Regions from separate parts of the Sus scrofa genome. Here regions 1 and 2 are each linked to region 3. The links are chromatin contacts, called in public Hi-C and HiChIP or PLAC-seq maps. All regions are on one chromosome and are shown on one strand. The core of a region is the stretch at or near the end of the contact, and the rest is flanking DNA. Distances in the headings are between cores, read along the strand shown.

Region 1 (3,919 bases), core at 484-2,983, 210 kb before region 3:
TAATGATCATAATGAGGCTATCATTTCATATATTAATTGGTTAACACTAATAATAAACATACCTTCCATTTGCCACAGGCTGTTTCTCCTTTGAATATACCTTATATCAATTTTCTATAAAATTAAGGTGCATATAACAGCTCATATTGTTGATATCAAAATGGTTTTCCTTCCTTTTCTTAAGTATTTGTTGAGTGGCTGATAGGGAGCTCAGAGAGACATACTTGCTTGCCCACAGAAGAGTTGTTCTGTCTTAAAAGCCTCTCTGCAGCATGCCTATGCTATTCAATAAAGTACTGAGCTTACTGTGTACTCAGTAAATATTTAATTTGAACTTGACATTATCAATAATTTTATGATTAATTTCATTTTATCATTTATTTCATTTATTAAGGGCAAGTAGATTCTCTTGGTAGAATATTCTTACTTTCCAAATTCTGAGTCTACTCCTAACCTAAAACAAAGGAACAACCTCAAAGCTTATCTGAAACTATTAATTTGTTCATTCATGCAAAAATTATGTATGGAGAAGATGTAAAGGAGAGGGAAGGAGAAAAAGTCAGGATACTCTTCTGCTTCTTTCCTGCTCTGCTTAAAATTAATCATGTAAGTGTTCACTAAATTTGTTTCAAAGAATTAAATGAGAAAATAAGATTGTAAGGTTGAAAGCACAGTGCCTGACACATAGTAGATGCTCAGTATATGCTAGTTTATTTATTTACTACGATGCAATGGTCCAAAACTAGAAGATATTACTCCTTTATTTCTGCCTGATCTATTGTCCTATTTTCATCCTTTCTTTTTCTTTCCTTTTTTTTTTTTTTTTTTTTTTTTTTTGTCTTTTGTCTTTTGTTGTTGTTGTTGCTATTTCTTGGGCCGCTCCCGCGGCATATGGAGGTTCCCAGGCTAGGGGTCGAATCGGAGCTGTAGCCACCAGCCTACGCCAGAGCCACAGCAACGCGGGATCCGAGCCGCGTCTGCAACCTACACCACAGCTCACGGCAACGCCGGATCGTTAACCCACCCAGCAAGGGCAGGGACGGAACCTGCAACCTCATGGTTCCTAGTCGGATTCGTTAACCACTGCGCCACGACGGGAACTCCTCTTTTTCTTTTTTTTTTCTTTTTTTTCATTTCAAGAATGGTCTGTATGTGCGTTTTTTTTTTTTTTCCCCTCAAATCTGAAGAATAAGTTCAATGCTTATAGTTACCCAATAGGGTGTGGACAAGAACTTAAGCCTAGCATTTCCCTTAAATCTCTTCTAAGATTAAGACGTCTTGGGGAAGGGATAGATGAGTTCCTACATCAACGGATGATGATTTTTATCTTTATCAAGTGACCCACAATTTGGTTACTGGTGCAATGAGAAATTAAGAAAATAGCACACTTTTATGACTGTCATTTCACAGTCACTCAAATCAGAACTGGAATGCCACAAAAACAACTCCCTGTTAGCCCAGAGAAAAAAAAGAAAGAAAGTAAAGGGGAAATTCAGATTAGTCACAAAGAAGTTCCCCCGCCTGCCTGCAAAAGCTGCAGCATTAAAACTGAGAGAGTCCGCTCTGCTCTTTCAATTGCCTCTTATCTCTGGTCCTGGGAGCTCTGTGTATTTTCTAATTGATACGCCTTCTTTTGGCTTTATCTCCTTCTTTGCTGGAAAGAGATCATTCTTCCCTCTGTCAGATTCCTGTGTGTCACAGTTTTTATCTTCCTTGCATCCAGATTGTGAAGATGGAAGGGGTCCAACCCCTAGATGAAAATGTGGGAAACGCACCAGGACGAAGACTCTTGAGGAACAAGCTATTGTTGGTGGCCTCCGTAATTCAGGGTCTGGGGTTGCTCCTGTGTCTCACCTACATCTGCCTGCACCTCTATGCTCAGGTAAGATGCACCACTGGCATGTCCTTTCCTCCAGGTCATGCCGATGGCAGCTTATGGTCACTTGGAAATAATCTGACTCCAGAATTGTTCACTTTTTCTCCTTTTCTCCTCAGCAATTGTAAAGTGTGGTCAAACACCCTCCTGTCTCTCTTTTCCTTCCTTTTTTTCATCAATGGCAGTGGTGAGGCACAGTGGCAGGGGCACTGCTTCTGAAGATTTTTTTTTTTTTTTCTTTGCAATATAAGAATTCTGGTATTCCTTTATGAGCTGTCACTTTGAAGCTCTGAGTCACTGATATACCTACTTGGTTTACCTGTTCTGCTAGTGAGCATCTGACCATGGAATTTATTTAAAAAGGAAATAAGAGAGAGACCATTTCCGCTCTCCCATCATATTCATAAACCCCATAGATACTCGAGGAGATATGCTTTTTGAACAATGCTGAAGGTATTCACTGTTAATTTCTTTTAAGTAGCTAACCTGTATATTTTAAGGGCAGAGATATGTGTTTTCACATCTGTATGTGCACATTGGCCAACCGTTTACCTCGGCAACTTAATCCAATACTGTTCCTCACAGTCTTTCTCTACCATTCACAACTTATAGACATCACTTTGTCCAATACATTATGTAGGAGGTAATCATCTTTTTAGTACTTTCATCACATAAATAAAGGTATTCTTTCTATTCCCCTCTTTTTATCCTGGTCTCTTTTACATTATTTTTCTTATTTACTTGCTCATATCTACAAATATTATTAACTCTTTAAGGATGTTCTTGACTGTGGGAGATTCCACTGCAAAGAAAATAAATGAATAGTCAGTCTCTCCATGTTCCCTTGTTGGGGTTAGTCTGATAATTCTTGTTTCCCCTGTGGTTCCTCTGGGTTAGAAAAGTCTCTCCCTGGTAAAGGTCAGACAGTAGGAACTTCTATTTCTGATGGCTAGGTCAGAGACTGGGGACCTCAAGTTAGATCAGAATAAGATGAACAGAGTCCTAGTCAATGCCTGGGCTTATCTTTGCCTACAGGAAACAGGTTTTCAGTGCATAAAGGCTAGTGAGAGTATGGTTATAACCACTGTACGGCAGAGTACTCCTGTCCCCAATTCCAGAAGAGTAGCCGATGTCATGCTCAAGTCTGTAGATCAGCGGGTACCACAACACACCCATCCTCTCCTCATCACGCCACACGTTTCCTTCTCTGTGCAGAACCAACCCTTTGGGTAAAAATGGAGTAGGTGATCTGGGGAGAGGGTGTGGGGGAGGAGCAAAGTGTCCATGGCAGGATGCCCAAGACATAGACCGGAATTAGGCTCTTCCGAGAAGAAAACGCAGTAACCCAAAATAGAACAGCTGTATTTGTTCACCAGGTCCGGGAGCCCTGAGAGTACTTTTTCAAACAACCACAGTGTTACATATTTCCTTACACTGTGGGATGATAAAAAGACAGAGCAGATGGCCCGAGTCAAGACTCAACAATTAATTGCACTAGGGCTGTGAGCAGGAGAGAGCAAAAGGTAAAACAGACATAGACGCGTAGCCAGCTGGTGGCGGGGCTGCCCCAGACCGTCAATACCCAGGGGACGCAGAGAAGAGGGATCCGTTCTAGCAAGTCACTCAGCAGTTCTATGCCAGAGACTGGAAGGGAGGCTGAGTGCTGGTTTCCAGGACACTAGAATTCATGGTGAGCTTATCTTTGGGAGAGAATTAGTCTTCTCTGGTCCTAGTACAGAAATGGAAGCAAAGGTAGAAGAGGTCCGTTAGAGCTGTGTTTGCCCAACAAACAGGCTCTCATATATTCTGGATACAGATATTTGAAATTCTTCACTTGACATTAACTTTATTTTTCTTCTTATTTATAGCTATGCTGTTTTAGGAAACATAATTTCTTAATAGGACCCAGGACAGCCTGATGTTTCCTTAAATTTAATTTCATAGACTTTGTTAAGGGGAAGATATAGCATAGATAGGTCATGTGTGTTCTCCCCAGAACTTGATCAGTGATGGTGGTGGCACTGTGTGTGTGTGTGTGTGTGA
Region 2 (3,862 bases), core at 377-2,876, 160 kb before region 3:
ATCTAGGCTAGCAATGTTTGGAATGTATAAAAGAATCTAAGGAATTAAGTTAGAATTCATTGATTACCTGCATCTCTTTTAGGCTTCAGGATTGAGCAAGTGCGTGTTGTTTGAAGTGTGGAAACTTACACCCATGAAATTTCCCTTTTATTGTTAGCACAAGTCAGTACCTGGGAAGCTGGTTGAGAAAAAGTACAGTGAGGCGTGCCCTGGGATGACTCGTTCCTTTTCATTCATAAGAACTGGGCTCAAGCCTCCCCACCTCAGGGTGGGAGCCATGACTGGGAGTCTGTACGAGGCCAGCAAACCCAGGCAGAAAATCTATATGTGGATCCACAGACCGCAGATGAGAGGGGGCCACTGGTTCCACAAAACCAAACCCAAGAGAGAAGTGGGCAAAGGCAGAGGAGAGGAGCTGGGGCACTGGATCAGTAAAGTAGGAGGTTCATACCGAGGGCTGCAAACAGGAATCCCCCTCAACCTACAGGTTGCTGAAGATTAAGGAGAACATGCTAGGCTGTCCTTTCTAGCCTTTCTTTACTAAAAAAAAAAAAAAAAATCCTTCTCAGGCTTTATATAAAACAAGGAGCTTAAAAAAGGGAAAGGGGTGGAATATTGGTACCGGCGAAGCCTCCTTTAATTAGGCACAAGTCAGAGTTCCACTGGCATATGCTGCATGATTTCTAGAAGAATCATTATTCTAAGTCCTCAGGGTGTTGGAAATACCTTGGCACCGAACCCCAGGGGTCTACTCCAGGCCCTTTAGTCTCTCCAAAAGCAGGAACCAGCCCTTATTAGGGTATTGGAGAGGCAGACTCCACAAAACCACGATGAATCTGGCAGCTGGGAGGAAAAAGGCAGGTCAACAAAGGTTTGAGGGTGGGACGGGACTCTGAAGCGTGAAGGAGGAGGCCTGGCTTGTTTCTGAGCCGAAAGCTTCTGCCTCTGCCAGGCTGATCCAGCAAGTAGCTGCAGCTCCTCAGGAATGTGCTAAGCAGAGGAAGTAGATGTTTGGTTTCATTTTTTAAAGTAATGAACAACTTTCAGAAACTGGCAGAGATATGATCCCTCCAGGGCTTCTGCTTCAGTGATGCAACTGGGACTGGGAGGGTGCAGCTGTGATGCAAATAGCTTGGACCAGCCCAGGAGGAATCTCTCGTGGGTGGAACAGTCTTCCCTTAGGGAAAAAACCGGTGTCCTTGCCCAGTAGGAGGAGCAAGCAACTCAGACTTTTGCTTTCTTGAATCCACCCACTGAATGGAGACGTAGCTGCAGGGTATGAAATCCGTGTTAGTGCTTCTCTGATTTTAAGTAGATTTTAAGTAGACTTTAAGTAGACCCTCCTCTATGGCAGGGTCTTTTGACCACCTTAAGCAAAGGATAAAATAGCTTCTTCTCAGGAAAGGAAATTGATCCTCCAAATCTGTGCTGGCACCTTTATTTCACACAGCTTATTTGTGATACACCTGGAAAAAATCAAGAAGCTGCAGTTCTCAAGAGGTTCACAGTTACAGAACGTAGAAGGCAGCCCAGACTAAATACATGCCAGGACTGAAACTGTATGCAGGAATTAAAGAACAGACTTCCTCAGGGGGTTACTCTGTCCTTCTGTGTCAAAACAGAACTGCTGACTTCTGCGAAAAGGACGCACACTTTGCAAGATCATTTCCAGGAGTGATGACAGAATTACGATGCCCCCCAGGGCCTCTACTTTCATTTACTTAATTTGTAAATGACATCCGGTCTTCCTGCCTCTGAAAAAAAAAAAAAAAAAAAAAAAAAACCAACTTGCGGTGGCTTATTACAAAAGCAAACAAAATCAGCATCCATGTGATCACCGTAGAAACAAGGTAAGACAGGTAGAGGAACATGTTTGGTTAGTAAACATGCCAAAAAGGAAATTAGTATTATTTCAGTGAATTGCACATTCAAGTAGCCAAAAGAGAGCAGTCAAAGAAAATAGCCAAGTGGTCAAAAACAGGAAGGACACTGTAGGATCCGGCCACTCAGGATGGCAGGTCTCTTGTTCTCTGTACGTGCTCTGCTTGACCAGTGCCTGTTTCACAACACCCTCCTCACCTGACTGAGCTTCCTCCGTACCTGTCCCAGGCCACAGCTAGTGATAATTCTTATCACAGGGGCAGGTGAGGGGCGTGCCCCTCTGCTAGTTTCCCTAGTAACCAATGAGCCAAGCTGACATCAATTCTCCCTCTAAGCAGCAATTACCCCAGGAGTGAAGACGGCTGCCATGTTCCACCCACCATCCACCACACACAGTGAGGCGTCACTCCAGGACCTTGCTTCAGACAGGTAAGCTCCTCCATCCATTGAGCACTGATGTCTCTGTTGCTGACTCTGGGCTTTATCTTCAGCCTTAAAGCTGGGCAGGTGTAGGTCTACAAGGCCTGCAGGATGCAGCCCAACAGAAGGAAAGAGGGAAGGGAGGAACCAACACTTACTGAATACTTAACTATGCTATCATTGCTCTAGGCATTTTTCACATCTTATTTCCTCCAGTTCTTAGAAGAGAACCCTAGGAGAGAGATATATTTTTTCCTCTATTTTACAAATGAGGATGGAGATTAAATACCAAGGATTGCAGGACTAGTAAATGGGACTATGGTACAGCTTTTTCTTTCCATCCAGGAAGACAGTGAGGCCCAGTGCTTAAGAGTGTATTTTAAAGAACCGGACACCTAGGTTCAAATCCTGACTCCATCAATACTATCTGTGTGTCTTCCAGCATGTTTTTTACCCTCTTTCTTCCCTGTCTCTGAAATGGGGATAAAGAGGATTGCATGAGATAATCTATATAAAGCAGGTACACTAGTATATGGAACACAGTGACCACTCAAAAACTATTAATTATTATACAGAAACTTGTAGGAGGGGGTGAGAAACTGTGTTTCGATTTTATTTTATCCCCCCCTCCCCGCCCCCGGATTTCTGCCTTAGTCTGTTCAGACTCCTATAACAGAAAACCATATTAGACTGGTGGCTTATAAACAACAGAAATTTATTTCTCATAGTTCTGGAAGGCTGGGAAGTTCAAGACTGAGACACTGGCAGATTCAGTGTCTGGTGTGGACTTCTGGTTCACAGACAGGTGTCTTCTCACTGAGTCCTCACTGGCAGAAGGGGTGAGGGAGCCTTCTGAGGTTTCGTTTGTTAGGGCATTAATCCCATTCATGTGAGGAATCATCTCCCAGGACCTCACCTCCTAGTACCATCACATTGATGGTATCCCTGTTCTATCATCTCTCGCTGGTATTATTGGTAATACTCTAGAGAGAGAATAGAAAGATAATTCAATCTTCTGTCTGGCATGGATGATCAAAATTTGTTGTTTTTTTGTTATTTGTTTTCCGTTTTGTCTAGATTTTTAAAAAAATAGTTTTAGAACAGTTTTAGCTTAGTAGCATAATTGGAAGGAGATTTCTATATACTCCTATATTCTCCCTACCCCTGTATATGCATAGCCTTCCCTCTACCAGAATGATACATTTGTTATAGTTGATGAACTTACATTGATACATCATAATCATCCCCCAAATCATAATATATATTAGAGTTTGCTCTTGGGGTTGTGTATTTTATGTATCCTTCGTTGTCATGTCTGAAATATACAGAGTAGTTTCACTGCCCTAAAATGCTGTGTGCTCAACCTGTTTATCCCTCCCTCCTCACTAGCCCCTGGCAACCGCTGATCTGTTTACTGTTTCTATAGTTTTGACTGTTCCAAAATGTTACACGGGTGGGATCATACAGTGTGCAGCTTAAGTTTCCTCAGTGTCTTTTCATGGCTTGATAGCTCTTTTCTTGTTAGTACTAAATAATAGTCCATTGTCTAAATGTACCACAG
Region 3 (3,761 bases), core at 1,052-3,551:
ATTTTTATAGATTATACACCACAGAAAGTGTTTATGGAATATTGACTATTTCCTGTAACATTACATTTCTGCGACTTATTTACATCTGGTAGTTTGTACATCTTAATCCCCTTCACCTATTTCACCCCTTCCCCCATGCCTCTCCTCTCTGGCAAACCATCTAGCAACTCCACTTCTGGGTATTCTTCTGAAGAAAATGAAGACCCTAATTCAAAAAGATATATGCCCCCAATGTTCACGGCAGCAGTATTTACAACAGACATGGGGGTTCTAACATTAACTTCCTAGTCTTTCGATAGCAACTAATTTATTTTTTTGTTTGTTTTTGTTTTTTATGGTTGCACCCATGGCATATGGAAGTTCCCAGGCTAGGGGTTGAATCAGAGCTGTAGCCTCTGGCCTACGCAACAACCACAGCAACACATGATTCAAGCTGCATCAGTGACCTACACCAAAACTTACAGCAACACCAATCCTTAACTCACTGAGCAAGGCCAGGGATTGAACCCTCATCCTCATGAATACTAGTCAGGTTTATTACAGCTGAGCCATGATGGGAACTGCTGAAAGCAACTAATTTAAAAAATTGCTTTCACACATTTTAGGCAAGGGTTTATGGGCAACCAAATCTGCCTCTGGCCCCTGAGCCAACAGTTTGCAACTTTCAGGTGTCTGGAGACTTTTGCTTTAAGAGAGGAGTGGTTTTACTTATTTAGTTTCTGAGATTGCGTATATAAGTGAGATTGTATAGTGTTTATCTTTCTCTGCCTGACTTATGTCACTTAGAAGAATGCCCTCAAATTCCATCCAAGTTGTCGCAAATGGCAGAATTTCCTTGTTATGGCTGAATACTGTTCTATTGTGTGTATATATGTGTGTCTGTATAAATAACATATTTAATTCTCTATGTATCTGTTTTTTTACCCATTTATCTGTCGATGGATACTTATGTTGTTTCCATGTTTTAGCTATTATACGTAATGCTGCAATAATATAGGGGTACAGAAATCTTTTCTAGATAGCAATTTCATTTTCTTTGGAGGTATACCCAGAAGTGGAATTGTTGGAGTATATGGTAGTTTTGTTTTAATTTTTTAATTTTTATTTTTTTGTCTTTTTTTTGGGGGGGGAACCCATGGCATATGGAAGTTTCCAGGCTAGGGGTCGAACTGGAGCTGCAATCACCGGCCTAGCCACAGCCACAACAATGCCCAGATCTGAGCTGCATCTGTGACCTACACTGCAGCTTACGGCAATGCTGGATCTTCAACCCACTGAGTGGGGCCAGGGATCAAACTCGTGTCTTCATGGATACTAGTTGGGTTTGTTACAGCTGATCCACAATGGAAACTCCTTTTAAAATTTTTTGAGGAATCTCCACACTGTTTGCCATAGTGGCTGCACTGATTATATTCTCACCAACAATGTACAAGTGTTCCTTTTTCTCCTCATTCTCATCAATACTTATTTCTTGTCTTTGTGATAAAAGCCATTCCGACAGACATGTGGTGATATCTCATTGTAATTTTGATTTGCATTTCCCTAATTATTAATAATATTGACCATCTTCTCGTGTCTGTTGGCCACTAGTACATCTTCTTTGGAAAAATGTTTATTCAGTTCCTGTGTTCATTTTTTAATCAGGTTTTTTTTTAATTGAGTACTGTGAGTTCTTTATATATTTTGGATATTAACCCCTCATCAGATATATGACTCGAAAACATTTTTTTCTCATCCCATAGGGTGCCTTTTAATTTTGTTGATGGTTTCCTTTGCCATGCAGAGGCTTTTTAGTGTGATGTAGTCCTACTTGGTTTTGCTTTTGATGCATTTGTTTTTGGTGTTAAATCCAAATAATCATCACCAAGACTGTTATCAAGGAGCTTACTCCCTTATATTTTCTTCAAGGGTTTTTGTGCTTTCAGAGCTTGCAGTCAAGTCTTTAATTCATTTTTAGTTGCTTCTGGTACAAGGTGTAAGACAGTGAGGAGTGCTTTTCTTTCAGGTTTATTCCCCAGCTATTCAATTCACTGAAATGATCTCCTAGCCATCCCCAAGAATGTCAGGTTGCCAGAGATGGTACATCCAAAAAATTTCACAATAGTCTTCCCTCTCTGCTTACAGTAAGCAATAACCACAAAATTGACTCACTGGGGTGAACTGATTGTGATGCCAGGCCAAGCTCTAGAGAGGTGGGATGTAAAGACAGCTCTTACTTCATGGAGGTACCCTGGCCACATCAGGGAACATGTGATGGGCCCTGAGTAACTGGAAGTGCTTGGTGATGCATAGACATATGTGTCATCTTCATGGTTCCAGCCATATAAGAGGTCAAGAGGCAATGCCTTTAACAAGCCCTAGCTGAGCATGAGGCTGAGGCCACATTGCAACTACTCATATGCTTCCCTTAAAATATGCTCAGTCCTCCTCCTTTTTTGATTTTCAGTAGCTTGCCATCACTGTCATGCTATAAGCCAAGCTTCCTAGCATGACATGTTAAGTCCCACTTCCCAACCCAAACTGGGACCTCTGATGTTTCATCTCTTATCTTCTCATCCTTCACCGTAGGTCCAGTCAAATGTGCACTCTCCTGAGTTATTTCTGCTCTATTAATTCCATGGTTTTCCATGTTCCTTCTCCCCCATGTCCATGAAAAACTTTGTTTTCCTATTACCTCCTCTTGATAAATTTTCCTAATCAATTAGGTGTTCCTTTACTGTATTTGCTTCTCTCACAGATCTTGAAATTGTTCACACTTTTATTTTCAACCCCATAAATGGTCACTGTTTTCTATATGCCTATTAATCTAGTCACATACACTGTGAACTGATGGAGGGTGAGAATCCTTTTATCTCTATATCTCCAGTCCTAACACAGTGATCTAGCTTAATTGTATATCTTCCTAAATGTTGGTAATGCTCCACATTTTTTTTAACCAACTATGTAATAAATACTTGAGTGTCCATTAGGAAAAACTCCTTGTTGTATATGCTACAAAGGTAAATAAGACACATTTTCCATCCTAGGAGGTTAAATCTGGTAGCAATGTGCAGGCATACAGCCCTGCAAAGCAAAACCAGTGACTGGGGCTATGCTGACCTCTACAGAGTAGGCCTACATCATATTCTAGATATGAATTTATTCTAACATTTAAGAATTGGGTTAGTTGTAGAGAAAACCTAAATTTCTGTCTCTTCTCTTGAAAAACTGAAAAAAAATGGGAGTCACTGCTTTTCACTCTCTCATGACAACAAGTGGACTAAAGATAAGAGATAGTCTCCACTTAGATGGGCAGTTGACAACACAGCTGATCATTTCCTAAGTATCAGGTTTTAGTTATCCTACTACTCCAGGCCAATTTCATCCCTTGGTTATTTCCTGGCCTCTGAGAACAAATTTTTAATGAAAATATTATGTGGTTGATATGAGTGAAAAATGAGTGGTTGTAAGTGAAAAGTGTGGACATGGAGGTTTAAAGTTGAATATTAAATGGGAAAACTTGTCTTGGCAGGGGTGGGAGGTGATGAAGAAAATCATTTTATATATGCAGCTAATTCTTGCTGTGGCTTTGTGGTAATCAACCTAAATTGCAGCTTTGGGAATTATTAAATATGCATAAACACAAATGACTAGCAAATTGATTCCAACTGCAGCCAAAAGCTAATGCTTTCTCTGGATGACAATGCAGAGAACCATTTATTCAGTATTCAAAGTAAAAAGTTTAATTCCTTAAATAAAAGCAAAGGAACTGACTCCCCCCT

The links. Hi-C and Micro-C count contacts between places; a contact is called where the count stands out from the background. HiChIP or PLAC-seq counts read pairs in DNA pulled down with a chosen protein or histone mark.
Region 1: a Hi-C map of alveolar macrophages shows a contact between it and region 3, with 2.1 times the contacts expected there. The contact joins the promoter of TNFSF4 here to the enhancer-like site in region 3. A contact is called at or near these places in 15 of 47 Hi-C or Micro-C datasets (adipose tissue, alveolar macrophages, embryonic fibroblasts and 8 more) and 2 of 2 datasets of contacts at active chromatin or transcription factors (alveolar macrophages and skeletal muscle).
Region 2: a contact with region 3 is called in an H3K27ac HiChIP or PLAC-seq map of alveolar macrophages. The contact joins two enhancer-like sites. A contact is called at or near these places in 2 of 2 datasets of contacts at active chromatin or transcription factors (alveolar macrophages and skeletal muscle).

The regions. Positions count from the first base shown.
Region 1 is chr9:115,570,081-115,573,999 of Sscrofa11.1, reverse strand. TNFSF4 (TNF superfamily member 4) reads left to right here and starts at 1,733. Exons shown (of 3, transcript NM_001025217.1): 1 at 1,733-1,882. The coding sequence starts at 1,733.
Region 2 is chr9:115,522,210-115,526,071 of Sscrofa11.1, reverse strand. It overlaps LOC100516636 (S-adenosylmethionine decarboxylase proenzyme-like), which reads left to right. Exons shown (of 3, transcript XM_013979886.2): 3 at 1-541. Among named protein-coding and RNA genes, the nearest start is that of TNFSF4, 48 kb to the left of the region's middle. Within about 2 kb of position 1,626, at least 43 of the 83 cell types and tissues checked have an H3K27ac peak or open chromatin away from gene starts, as enhancers often do. A contact at or near this core is called in alveolar macrophages, where this site is marked.
Region 3 is chr9:115,358,856-115,362,616 of Sscrofa11.1, reverse strand. No RefSeq gene overlaps it. Among named protein-coding and RNA genes, the nearest start is that of TNFSF18, 100 kb to the left of the region's middle. Within about 2 kb of position 2,301, at least 2 of the 83 cell types and tissues checked have an H3K27ac peak or open chromatin away from gene starts, as enhancers often do. A contact at or near this core is called in alveolar macrophages, where this site is marked.